Regions from separate parts of the Macaca mulatta genome. Here region 2 is linked to region 1. A link is a contact called in public Hi-C data. All regions are on one chromosome and are shown on one strand. Each heading gives the region's core, a stretch centred on a gene start, on an enhancer-like site or on the middle of the called end of the contact. The rest is flanking DNA. Distances are from core to core; before and after follow the strand shown. Region 1 holds the start of BEX4 (brain expressed X-linked 4). Region 2 holds the start of TCEAL8 (transcription elongation factor A like 8).

What was found. A called contact is a pair of places that touch in the nucleus more often than the background predicts.
Region 2: a Hi-C map of liver shows a contact between it and region 1, with 4 times the contacts expected there. The contact joins the promoter of TCEAL8 here to the promoter of BEX4 in region 1. A contact is called at or near these places in 2 of 14 Hi-C or Micro-C datasets (fetal cortex germinal zone and liver).

What each region holds. Positions count from the first base shown.
Region 1 is chrX:109,858,122-109,864,522 of T2T-MMU8v2.0, reverse strand. It overlaps BEX4 (brain expressed X-linked 4), which reads right to left and starts at 2,229. Exons shown (of 2, transcript XM_077989278.1): 1 at 2,128-2,229; 2 at 206-1,238. The coding sequence starts at 1,233. The coding sequence ends at 871. The region is part of intron 1 of BEX1 (brain expressed X-linked 1); the gene reads left to right.
Region 2 is chrX:109,897,957-109,905,410 of T2T-MMU8v2.0, reverse strand. It overlaps TCEAL8 (transcription elongation factor A like 8), which reads left to right and starts at 4,311. Exons shown (of 1, transcript NM_001193726.1): 1 at 4,311-5,344. The coding sequence starts at 4,350. The coding sequence ends at 4,703. It overlaps BEX1 (brain expressed X-linked 1), which reads left to right and starts at 5,218. Exons shown (of 4, transcript XM_077989281.1): 1 at 5,218-5,239. The coding sequence starts at 5,224.

The DNA.
Region 1 (6,401 bases), core at 980-3,479:
AGGTTATTCTAAGGATAAAATGAGATCCTGGCTGTGAAACTGCTGACAGGGGTGATGAATTCTGAGTTCCTCAGGCTGTGACCTTCAGGCATGCTTTGTTCTGCACAGTGAATAATTTTGCCACTGTCCCTACCGCTCCTATAATCATCAGTCTATTTTAAGGTCTCATACAGTTTTAATTACTTGCCCACCAAAGTCAGAGAGATTCATCTTGATATTCTTTATTGTTTACGGTTATGACACATTATATATACACACACACATACATAGTTACATACACACACACCAGTGGCACTGATTTTGGTACACATCAGAATTACTTAGAGTTTGCTAAAAATGGAGATTCTGGAGCCCCACTCTGTAAGTCTGGACGATAGGTCCCACATTCTTAAATGCCCCTGCCCCCAAGGTGTTTTTATACAGATGGTAGACTCACTCTGAAAAACACTGGAACATACATTCTTAAAATATCAAACATTGAATTATGGGTATGATCATTCTTTTTTGGTCAGGGACAAGAAAAAACTGTCAAAGACAACTGAGATTTTGAGTCCAGGTAGCCGGAGGAGGAAAAGTAGTATTTACAAAAAATAAGGATTGGAATGAAAGAGGAAGATGATGGAATACAGACTGCTTTTTGAACTGCTTTATGCATTTCATATTATGAAAAGAGTATTTTTCCTAAAATGGGTGAATTGCCATGCTGACAGTAACTTTTTGGCTGAGACAAAATAATATACAATTAGAATTCTAATTTCCATTAGAAACTGGTTAAGTGGAAACACCAAAAGGCTTACAGAGAAAGTAAATCACAAAAATACAAGCTTGTAAAGCAGTGTTCACATTAACCTCAGCAAAAACTTTTAGGATTCAAGGTATGAGGCAAAAGTCATAATGGTTGTCAGGTTCAGGAGTTTGGAAGCGCATATAGTGCCTCATCTGCTGTTCCCTAGTCTTTCTCTTGATTTCCATCATCTGCCCTACAAACCTTTCTACATCATCTCTCGCTTCATTGTGCTCAATATGCCTATTAGGTATGGCCCATCGAAAATTAGGGACAAGTCGCCTAACTCGCCCCCGCCTGATATTTCCTCCAGGCTTCTGGCCTTCACCCCCTCCCAAATGGCGGGATTCTTCTTCATTCGGCATGGGGGCCTGCTCCCCTCCATCGTTTTCTTGTTGGGCATTTTTCCCGTTGAGATTGTTTGCCGCTAGTTCCTCTTTGGACTCCATTACTCCTAGGAGACAAGAGAGAGAAAATGAGCTGAATTTGTGGACTGATAAGCACTGAGGACAGAGGCCCTACTAGGCACCTTTTAAAATTCAGAGCCATGGACTTGACTTTATACTCTTTAACATTTCATTTTTTTCCACCTGAGAAGCCCGTGGGCCCTGTGGGGTGCCCCCAATCCGAGCCCCTCCCGCAAAGCCCACCATTTTCCCTGTAGATCCATGCTTCTGCAGGCAGTAAAATGGAGGACGAGGATGGGGTGTGGGAAGGGGAGGGTTGCATGCAGTAGAAGGAGTCGAGGGTGAAGGCATGGATTGGGGTCTCAGACTGGGCTTTCCTCACGTTCCGGCCCCCGCCTCACCACTGTCGCTCGCACCGACCTGGGCCTATCCTTGCAGTCTCCTCCTCCTCCCGATTCTCGACGCGAGGTGCGCCGCCGCGACACTTAGCCTCGCAGACCTGCAGACGGCCGGGGTTGGGGAAGTGGGGGCTGCTGCAGCGGAACGCTAGCTAGGACCCACCACCATCCGGCCCCTTCCCCGTCCCGCACCTGGCCCGGGCCCGGGCCCTCGGTGCAGCCCTCGCCCCCCGCCTCAGTCACCCCGCCCGCAAGCTGACCACCATTTTCTGCACCAAGAAGGGCGGGGCAGGGGTGTCGGAAAAGCTTGCGCTGGTGGCGGAGGCAGGTGTTTCCGAACGGTCGTAGCCTCAGGACCGCCGGCTCCCTCGGGGACGGGCACCTCTCCGCTCAACGAAGGCTCGCGGGCCCGCGGCGGGGCCCGGGGGCTGCATCGCGGACCGACTGCGTCTTCGCGTGGCTCCCCCGGGGTGGGGCCTCTGCAGGCCGGAGCCGCTCCCCAACACCAACTCCAGGGACCCCACTCCGGATGCCTTACCTGCTCCCCCTCCGCTTCCTACTTTCCGGGCCGCCCCTGGCCCGCACGTCCTCAGGGCCACCGGGAGCAGGTACCGCCACCGAGAAGGGAACGAGCGACGATGGCTCTGACGACAGAGCCAGATGAGACTCAGTGTTGGCCGGTCACGTGGGGCTGTTGTCATCGCCAACAGCTCCGCCCCCGTCCCACGCCCCCTCCTGCAGGCCGGAGTCTGGCAGGGCTTTCGGGCCAGCCCCTATCCTCATCTGGAGTCTCTTTCAATATCTCCAGCCTGGCCGGCCTTTCCACTCTCCTGTCTTTGTGTATTCTTGGGCCTTCCTCTGCCTCACCAAGAAGGAAACTGTCTTCTCAGGGAGCTCTTGGCCATTCCCACTTCCGTGGGACTTGCCTCTCCTTGTCCTGGGCTCCCAGGATTTTCCCCATCTCTCCCAATCAGGACGCGGGCGCAGAATTTAAAGGGGTGCAAATTTCCTCAGCAGTCAAGAAAAAGAACATCTTAATGCAACATCTTTTTTTTTTTTTTTTTTTTTTTTTTTTTTTTTTTTTTTGAGACAGAGTCTCGCTTAGTGGCCCAGGCTGGAGTGCAGTGGCGCGATCTCGGCTCACTGCAAGCTCCGCCTCCCGGGTTCACGCCATTCTCCTGCCTCAGCCTCCCGAGTAGCTGGGACTACAGGCGCCCGCCGCCTCGCCCGGCTAATTTTTTGCATTTTTAGTAGAGACGGGGTTTCACAGTGTTAGCCAGGATGGTCTCGATATCCTGACCTTGTGATCCGCCCGCCTTGGCCTCCCAAAGTGCTGGGATTACAGGCGTGAGCCACCGCGCCGGGCCTTAATGCAACATCTTAAAAAACAAAATTATTGCAAGAAAATTTATGATGAGCAAGATGCCAAAAATTTAAGTAAAGAGAGCATCTGTCCCGCCCACCTCAACGGAAAACTGTGGTCCTTGTTACCAATGCTCCCCCTTTTCTCTACACCAGAACGTTTGGCGGGAACAGGAAATGAGTCAAGGACAGTGGATTTTTTCTAATTCTTCTTAATAACTTTCTGTTCTTTTATTTTTTTCCCCTTTTTTTTATTATATTATGTTCTAGGGTAAATGTGCACAACGTGGAGGTTTGTCACATATGAATACATGTGCCATGTTGGTGTGCTGTGCCCATTAACTCGTCATTTACATTAGGGATATCTCCTAATGCTATCACCCCCTTCCCCCACCCCACAATAGGCTCTGGTGTGTGATGGTCCCCTTCCTGTGTCCAAGTAATCTCATTGTTCAGTTTCCACCTATGAGTGAGAACATGCGGTGTTTGGTTTTCTGTTCTTGTGATAGTTTGCTCAGAATGATGGTTTCCAGTTGCATCCATGTCCCTACAAAGGACATGAACTCATCCTTTTTTATGGCAGCATAGTATTCCATGGTGTGTATGTGCCATATTTTCTTAATCCAGTCTGTCATTGATGGACATTTGGGTTGATTCCAAGTCTTTGCTATTATAAATAGTGCTGCAATAAAAATAGGCATTCATGTGTCTTTATAGCAGCATGATTTATAATCCTTTGGGTATATACCCAGTAATGGGATGGCTGGGTCATGGTATTTCTAGTTCTAGATCCTTGAGGAATCGCCACACTGTTTTCCACAGTGTTTGAACTAGTTTACAGTCCCACCAACAGTGTAAAAGTGTTCCTATTTCTCCACATCCTCTCCAGCACCTGTTGTTTCCTGACTTTCTAATGATTGCCATTCTAACTGGTGTGAAATGGTATCTCATTGTGGTTTTGATTTGCATTTCTCTGATGGCCAGTGATGATGGGCATTTTTTCATGTGTCTGTTGCCTGCATAAATGTCTTCTTTTGAGAAGTATCTGTTCATATCCTTTGCCCACTTTTTGATGGGGTTGTTTTTTTCTTGTAAATTTGTTTAAGTTCTTTGTAGGTTCTGGATATTAGCGCTTTGTCAGATGAGTAGATTGCAAAAATTGTCTCCCATTCTGTAGGTTGCTGTTCACTCTGATGGTAGTTTCTTTTGCTGCGCAGAAGTTCTTTAGTTTAATTAGATCCCATTTGTCAATTTTGGCTTTTGTTGCCATTGCTTTTCATGTTTTAGATATGAAGTCCTTGCCCATGCCTACGTCCTGAATGGTATTGCCTAGGTTTTCTTCTAGGGTTTTTATGGTTTTAGGTCTAACATTTAAGTCTCTCATCCATCTTGAATTAATTTTTGTATAAGGAGTAAGGAAGGGATCCAGTTTCAGCTTTCTACTTATGGCTAGCCAGTTTTCCCAGCACCATTTATTAAATAGGGAATTCTTTCCCCATTTCTTGTTTTTGTCAGGTTTGTCAAAGATCAGATGGTTGTAGATGTGTGGTATTATTTCTGAGGGCTCTGTTCTGTTCCATTGGTCTATATCTTTGTTTTGGTACCAGTACCATGCTGTTTTGGTTACTGTAGCCTTGCAGTATAGTTTGAAGTCAGGTAGTGTGACGCCTCCAGCTTTGTTCTTCTGGCTTAGGATTGTCTTGGCAATGTGGGCTCTTCTTTGGTTTCATATGAACTTTAAAGTAGTTTTTTCCAATTCTGTGAAGAAAGTCATTGGTAGCTTAATGGGGATGGTATTGAATCTATAAATTACCTTGGGCAGTATGGCCATTTTCACGATACTGATTCTTCCTATCCATGGGCATGGAATGTTCTTCCATTTGTTTGTGTCCTCTTTTATTTCATTGAGCAGAGGTTTGTACTTCTCCTTGAAGAGGTCCTTCACATCCCTTGTAAATTGAATTCCTAGCTATTTTATTCTCTTTGAAGCAATTGTGAATGGGAGTTCATTCATGATTTGGCTCTCTGTTTGTCTGTTATTGGTGTATAAGAATGCTTGTGATTTTTGCACATTGATTTTGTATCCTGAGACTTCGCTGAAGTTACTTATCAGCTTAAGGAGATTTTGGGCTGAGACGATGGGGTTTTCTAAATATACAATCATGTCATCTGCAAATAGGGACAATTTGACTTCTTCTTTTCCTAATTGAATACCCTTTATTTCTTTCTCTTGCCTGATTGCCCTCACCAGAACTTCCAACACTATGTTGAATACCAGTGGTGAGAGAGGCCATCCCTGTCTTGTGCCAGTTTTCAAAGGGAATGCTTCCGGTTTTCACCCATTCAATATGATACTGGCTGTGGGTTTGTCATAAATGGCTCTTACTATTTTGAGATACGTTCCATCAATACCAAATTTATTGAGAGTTTTTAGCATGAAGGGCTGTTGAATTTTGTCAAAGGCCTTTTCTGCATCTATTGAGATAATCATGTGGTTTTTGTCTTTGGTTCTGTTTATATGCTGGCTTACGTTTATTGATTTGCTTATGTTGAACCAGCTTTGCATCCCAGGGATGAAGCCCACTTGATCATGGTGGATAAGCTTTTTGATGTGCTGCTGGATTCGATTTGCCAGTATTTTATTGAGGATTTTTGCATCAATGTTCATCAGGGATATTGGTCTAAAATTCTCTTTTTTTATTGTGTCTCTGCCAGGCTTTGGTATCAGGATGATGTTGGCCTCATAAAATGAGTCAGGGAGGATTCCCTCTTTTTCTATTGATTGGAATAATTTCAGAAGGAATGGTACCAGCTCCTCCTTGTACCTCTGATAGAATTCGACTGTGAATCCATCTGGTCTTGGACTTTTTTCAGTTGGTAGGCTATTAATTATTGCCTCAATTTCAGAGCCTGCTATTGGTGTATTCAGGGATTCAACTTCTTCCTGGTTTAGTCTTGGGAGAGTGTATGTGTCCAGGAATTTATCCATTTCTTCTAGGTTTTCTAGTTTATTTGCATGGAGGTGTTTATAGTATTCTCTGATGGTAGTTTGTATTTCTGTGGGGTTGGTGGTGATATCCCCTTTATCATTTTTTATTGTATCTATTTGATTCTTCTCTCTTTTCTTCTTTATTAGTCTTGCTAGCGGTCTATCAATTTTGTTGATCTTTTCAAAAAACTAGCTCCTGAATTCATTGATTTTTTGAAGGGTTTTTTTGTGTCTCTATCTCCTTCAGTTCTGCTCTGATCTTAGTTATTTCTTGCCTTCTGCTAGCTTTTGAATGTGTTTGCTCTTGCTTCTCTAATTCTTTTAAATGTGGTGTTTGGGTGTCAATTTTAGATTATTCCTGCTTTCTCTTGTGGGCATTTAGTGCTATAAATTTCCCTCTATACATTGCTTTAAATGTGTCCCAGAGATTCTGATATGTTGTATCTTTGTTCTCATTGGTT
Region 2 (7,454 bases), core at 3,062-5,561, 39 kb before region 1:
AACGCTATTTTCAAAAATTTACTTATATTTAAAATCTACTCTGACTGACTTAATTTCAAAGGCAGCTGAGTGTTATATTGACACACTGAAATTGCGCAGGAACAAGGATGAAGGTGAAGGCCTGTATCACCTGACTCTTTGTCAGGTGTGTACCAGTGAGCTAACTAATCTCTACTGTGAGTATTTAGGAAGACAAGGTCAATAACCTTTGCCAATAGCTCCATAAACATAGTATTAGTATTGCTGTGGCTATGTGTAAAGCAGAATAAGTAAAGGAGAGTACAATAAAACTTCTGCTTCAATTTTGTGCAGGCAAAATGAAGTTTGTCTGTGAGCCAAATGGCAAATAGCTCTTTCTGAGACCCTGAGATGCCTGAGAGACCCACTATTTAACAGTACTAGAACCACCAAAGAAGCATAATAGCTGGAGCCTGATGCTTGCCCCCTACCCTCAACTCACAGCTGACCATCTTTCTGGTTAGATACCCTCCACTCTCAACACACACACACACACACACACACACACACACACACACATGGAAAGGTACAAGGTAACCTTTGTTAAGGGTTACACGAAAGGTGCAGATCTCATGTGCAGCAATGACAGAGGAGGGAGAGATCACTTCCAGCTTCAGAGGCTGGATGATCAGGTCTTGGCCTCTAAGAACGAGCAGGACCAGGATCTAGGAGGAAGAGGAGGGCAATCAGGAAGAAGAAAATGGCAAACAATGACAAAGAGAAAAGTATAAGGCATGCTTGGGCACAGTGACTAAGGGTTTAATACTATTATTTTTAAATTTTTAAATTTGATCTCACTGTTTCTGTAGACACTGAAGTAAGGGTTTATTTTGGATGGGGCAGAGAAGGAGATGATGAGGCTAGAAACATGTCCTGAGGCTCAATTCTGATGGAGGCTGAATGTCAAGATAAGGAGTGTAGGATTTATGTGGTGAGTGGTGGGGTTACCATCCAGGGTCACTGAGCAGAAGAATGACCATTGAAAGCAGGGACAAGGTAATGTGTAAGGTGGATTAAAGCGAGAGAGGGAGGCACTGGAGGCAGGAAGTCCAGAAGTGAAGCAATAAGGGCCTAAATCTGTACATGGATATTTATAGCAGTTCTTTTCATAATTGCTTAGAGCTGGGTACAACTCAAATGTCCTTCAGCAGGTGAATGAATAAGCAAACTGTGGAATAGCTAAATAACAGAATACTACTCAGCAGAAAGAGAAGAATAAACTATTGATACATGCAACAACTTAAATGAATGTCCAGGGCATTATGCTGAGTGAAAGAAGCCAATCCCAAAAGAAGCCAGTGCACAGAAATTTGAAAATGAAATCATTTACATAATATTCTGAATAAGACAAAAGTATAGTAATGGGGAATATATTAGTGGTTGCCAGAGTTTAGGGAAGGCAGTAAAATAGGACTACGAGAGACAGCATGCAGGAGTTTCTGCGGGTGATTGAACTGTGATCTGATTGCAGTGGTGGTTAAACAAATCCATACATTGGTTAAACTTCATAGAAGTGTACACACACACAAAGTCCATTTTGCTGCTAATAATTTTTCTTTTAAAAGATCAGAGTTGTTCCTCACTGAATTGGTTACATTTAAAAGAGTGGAAACATTTGGTGATAGGTAATGATTAAATCTTTATAATTTGCTAGTTATATTTATATTAAAAAGCTCTCTCTCAAACAATAGAACATTTATCCCTCAAATGTGGAAGAAATTTGTCATGCTTCAACTATGAATCATTAAGTCCAAAAAATATTTATTTTTTCCAACCATTCCTTTCTCCTCTCTGGTGGGTGTTATTGTTGACTGAGGTATCCTGCTGTGACCACCCTAGACAAAAGACCCCCTCTGCCTTCTTCTGACTCTCCAGCTGGCTCCATTGGCCAGAATGCCACTCCAGGCACCACCATCCTTCCAAGTACCAGTGGATTCTGAGTTTCAGGGATATCAGTTTCCTGTTTAATATTAGTTTTTACAGCAATGTTGTTCTCTTTGCTTTCTAATCATAACAATTATGCATGTCAATAGTTCTTTTAATGGGACACAGTGGATGATACCAGACTATCTCCAGAGTGCCATGAATGAATGAAAATGCCACGCAAAGAAGCCTCATGCCTGATGGTGAGATACAGGGAACTCTTTCTTTTCTGAGCGTTTCATGAATATATGAGTTATTTCCCAACAACAAAATGTTTTCCAAGAAACATTTTTCTTTGAGTTCCAAAAGAAGTTTACTCAGTGGAAAGCAAGCTTTTCTGTGGACTTATCTGATTAACAAGATACTGAATCCTACAGGGGAAATGGGGAGGAAGTCTGCCTGAAGTCTCCAAGTGAAACCTTAGTGGATGCCACCATCAATGAAAAAGATCAGACATCGAACACTTGATAACTTGAGTTCTGCCAGAAATAGAAAGAGTAGTAGATTACCTATACAAAATTGCCAACAAGAGAAAACTGGGCCTCCTTCCACACATTAATTTGGGAGTCAATTTTTTAAGTGCCGTTTGGTAAGATTTTTAAAAATTCTAACACATCAATATGTTGTGAATACTGTCATTTCATTTCCAGCCATTAGAAAACTTTTCCAAAGTCTTACACATTGATATAACTAATTTATCCTCCATATTAAGTGTTACATATTGCTTATGAGGCATCCGTTTTCTGATACCATTTTTAAAAGTACGCTGATCGCTGAAAACATAGAACACAACAGAAAACTATTCAAAAGGACTAGTCAAATCCTCCACTTTCAACCTTAGATTCTTTTCCAGCCCCGCTTCCCGATCTACCACCTTTGCCCATTTCAATGCTGGATAGGATTCCAGGGGAAATGGTGGACTGTAGGGGTCTTGGAGGAGGGGAGGTGAGATTATTGGGAGCCGGAGAAAGAGATGATTCCCCAAAGAAGGAGAAATGATCGATTACCCCTAAAAGGCTGATCCTCCTGGTAATCTGAGAAAGGCGAATAAATACTCCAGGGAGAAGATAACAGTTTATTGTCTCTGATTGGCAAATACGAAAAAAGATTGACAGTATCAAGTGGAGGGAACGCAGAGGGCGGGCTGCAGTGTTAATGGGAGGGGTAACTGGGGACTCGAGCTCAGTGATGACGCGACTCTCACGTGACCAGGAGTCGACGTGTGCAGAAGTCCTTATAGTCCAGGGCCTGTTTCCCTGTAGCAGCTCCCTATTGCTGGAGAAGGAGAAAAGTGCCCAAGATCCTTTCAGGTTAGTATAAAGGTGGGCGCTGACCTGGAGACCCTGGGGTCGAGGAGGCTGAGAGCAGAAAGCAAGCGGGGCCGGCACTGCTTTCCTCACTGCTGTTCCGCCAAACTCCCATTTTGTGCAGGAAATTTGGGGCTGTTTGGTGGGGGATGGCGGGTGGAGAGAGAGAAGGGTAGTCAATTAAGGGTCCTGAGAGAGAGACATAGAAACTGTTTGGAAGAAACTTGCTTTTCCTACTCCCTGCTTGCAGAAAAACGGTGGGCACGGATGAGGGCGGGGTTGCCATAAAAGGAGGGCGAGGATGAGGACGTGGGAAACTTTACACCAACAAGGCCTAGAATCATGAAAGGGACCCGTGATCCAGGTACTAGCCTGCTCACCAAACACTCCCATCTGTCTGCAGGATATTTGGTTTTTTGGGCGCGACACAAATCGAGGTGAGGGAAGAGAGAGGAAAATCCCCTGAATCCCTGCAGGTCAGTTTTTGTAAAGGTGCAATTGCTTCGGGTCTCTTTGGGTGGGGGTGGAAGTGTGAGTGACACCAAAGCACATCCCGGGGTCGCAGCAGCCTCTCCCCATCCGGATTAAGCGCCAGAGGCCGGTGCCGAGCCTGCAGCGGAAATGAGGCGGGGGAGGGGGAGGTTTAAGAGACGCTGAACTGGGAGGGGAGACCAGAGACTGGACCAACCCTCTCAGGTGAGAGGCTGGAGGTTGAGAGGGCTTGGGAAAGTCTGAAGGGCGGGAGTGTTGGAAACCAGAGGCGGGAGAAGGGTTAATTGCTTCCGTACTGCTCCCATTTCAGTATTAGGAGAAGCTTGTAGCAGGGCCTGCTGGGAAGATGGTGGGCAGGAGCAGGAGGAGAAAGATGGAGCTGGAACTAAAGGGGGCGGGAAGGGAGGTGGAGTCAGGGGAGTTCTGAGCCTGAGGATCCAGCTTTCTCTAGTTGGAAAACTTTTGACAATTAGGGTACTGAGTCAGAAAAGGCCAGTCGCTATGGGACCCCATACTCTGGTTGCTGGTCTGTTTGCCTGGAATCTAGTAGTTTTGTTTCCTTGTTTTCTAGGATTAATTTATTCAAAAAGGAAATTAAAAATACTCAATATGCAAAAGTCTTGTGAAGAAAATGAGGGAAAACCACAGAACATGCCAAAGGCCGAGGAAGATCGCCCTTTGGAGGATGTACCACAGGAGGCAGAAGGAAATCCTCAACCTTCCGAAGAAGGTATAAGCCAGGAGGCAGAAGGAAACCCCAGAGGAGAGCCGAATCAACCTGGCCAGGGATTTAAAGAGGACACACCCGTTAGGCATTTGAACCCTGAAGAAATGATAAGAGGAGTAGGTGAGCTTGAAAGGCTTAGGGAAGAGATAAGAAGAGTAAGAAACAAGTTTGTGATGATGCATTGGAAGCAAAGACATTCACGCAGCCGTCCTTATCCTGTGTGCTTTAGGCCTTGAATTCATTTTTGCCTAATATTAAAATCTGGCCCCAGCTTTCTTTCTGTTAGCATTTTCTGATGTATCTTTGACCTCCATTTTACTTTTAATAATCTGATGAAATTTTGTTTTAGATAGTTTCCTTGGTACCAGCACCTCATTGGATTTTGGATTTTGACCCATTTTCCAGGTCTATTTTTCAATTGGAAACTTTCATACATTTGCATGGGAATGTGTTCATTCCATGTTGTAAAGTGAAACATAACAGGTTATGGCAAAGCAGCATATTTAATATCAGCTCACATATATAGGATAAAATTCCAAACTTTGTGTGTGTGCGTGTGTGTATACATACATCCATATAACATATATCAAAAACTTAACCAAGCTTATTTCTGTGTGGTGTGAAATTTTATTTGTTTTCTTCTTTTTATTCTTTTTGCTTATATTATATGTGCTTTTTAATGAACGCGTGTCTCACACACAAAAAGAATTAAGGATTTTTTTTACAAGTAAGAGTCAAATAATTTGCAACCAGCTTATGAGGGCAATGGGGGCACCTAAACTCTTGATGAAAGAACAATAAAAAAGAAATGTAAACCTCAAATTACCTCTGGATCTCTTAGCCAGAGGAATAAACTGGCAATTATTACAGATACACACGTTTAAGACTCAGTCTTTTCATGGGGAAAATATTTGCTTCACGGGGCTGCAGTGGGGAAGAAATGAGGCAGTAACAGTTGTGCTCAGTGGGATCTCATTCCCACCCGTGCGTACGGAATCCCAACCCACTATAGAAGCACCAATATTTAAGGGAGGGCCTGGCATGACGCGACTTGTACTACCTACAAGTCCAGTAGGCAGAGGTGGGGGCTTCCCTATCAGTCCTCTGCTAGTGAACCCTATCTCCTCCCTTGGGTCCTGCCATGCCTGCCTAACATTGCTGCCTCTTCTGCTGAATGCTGTGCTCTCTGCTGGCCCCACTCCTGCTGATGCACTGCAGTCCTTGAGGGCCAAAACTCCACCGAGTTCCCTGGAGTCCTCAGTAGGTTGAACTCTCACTGTCTTCTAAAGCTTCTCTCTGCTTTATAGTGATACTTAACACAGGTGGGACTTCTCTAGGGTTGCTTGGGCCACAATGTCCTTCGGAGCCCTTAGCAAAACAACCCCTTCTGTTTTCAATCACAAGACCCTTCCTCTCCACAGGAGTCAGATGTGATGACTCCATTTGGGATTTGGACTGGGGTATAAGTTTGAGTCAAAGACATCATGTTGTAATCACAGTTTTTGCTCTAAGTCTAAGGAATGAGGATTTGTCCTCTTGGGATGATCTCTTCCTGAAGGCTCCTGGGCAGGCTTTACTAGTTCAGAAGACTGTTGGGGAACATATATAAATTACACAAAGTGATGCAGGGAACAGATTTAAGGAACAGTCCCCTTAATTCCATCTCTTCTCCTGTTGACCTGTGGTTAAAAAAAACTTTCAAAGTCGGTAAGAACCTTATAAATGTACTTGAAGTAGAATACTATTATATAAATGTTAGAGATTATATTTCCCCTGTAGAACAAGCAAAGACTACCTCTTCCTCTTGGTATCCCACATATGGATACTTGTAGGTGTTTAGCTGGCACATTGTGTTTTAATATTTAATTGATTTTTTGATTGCTACTAAGAGCTAGCAGGTTTGTCCAAATCAGATTACTTGCTGAATAATCTACAAGTATTTTTATTTCTCTAGAGTTATGACAAGCAATTCCAAGAAGAAACAGGGCAGAGAATAGATTGTACTCCAAATGTTTTATTATCAAAGTATTTCATAATAATCACCTGCATCAGAATCTGCTGGGGAGTGTCTTGAAAATGCTGATGTCTGGGCCCCACATAAGGCCCACTGACCCACATTTTCTGGAGGTAGGCTGTAAAATTATAGCTTGCAAACTCCTGCAGGTGATAATGATATGGACTGAAGAATGAGAACCACTAGTAATACAATATGCTTTTCGTTATTACAAATATTAACTACAAAATAATTGGCAGGAAATCTTGGTGAATGCTTGCTGACATTCAGGAAATAGAAGGCCTATACAAGCATTTACTGTTTTAAGTATGAATTTTTAAAGGAAAAGATGGACACATCTATACATAAAATTTGTAAGGTTCCTGTTAACAAAGAAAGACAAGATAAAAAACTAGGGGGAGGAATGTAACATAAGATGCCTTTTTATTGAGTGAACACCATGTTTAGCCATGCATTGCCTCCTCCCAGTATGAGTAAAATGTATCAGAAATAAATTCAAAATTACCTTTTAGTAATCATCTCAAAAAAACAATTGAGCCAACCCTGCACCCTTGGCTTTCTTCTGTTTCTATTTTTTCACTATATGATGTCATTTTCAGGGAATCTTCATGTCTCCAGACCATTCTTCAAGGTGATGGCAGCCTGATAGGTGCTGGTCGAACTGGAATTCTAACTGGAGTGAGATAAAGTTCCAGGTTCACCAGAACCAGTTTTACGAGAGGATAAATCCTCCCCCCAGCCCTCAGAGAGTGGTGCTCAGACAGGATGTTAAAGGGTTGGCCCGAGCAAGACTTCTGACTTTGTCCTTCCACTCTAGTCTGCAGCAGGTACTAGGCTCTCCTAAGGCTAACGGCCAGGCTATCCTGAACAGACATATGTGGAGGAGGATGACTGTCCTATTTCAGGTCAGAGCACTTTGCCTTTCCCTCCTTCTCCCTTTCTCTTCTGGGGAACATTTTCTAGGGGAAAAGAA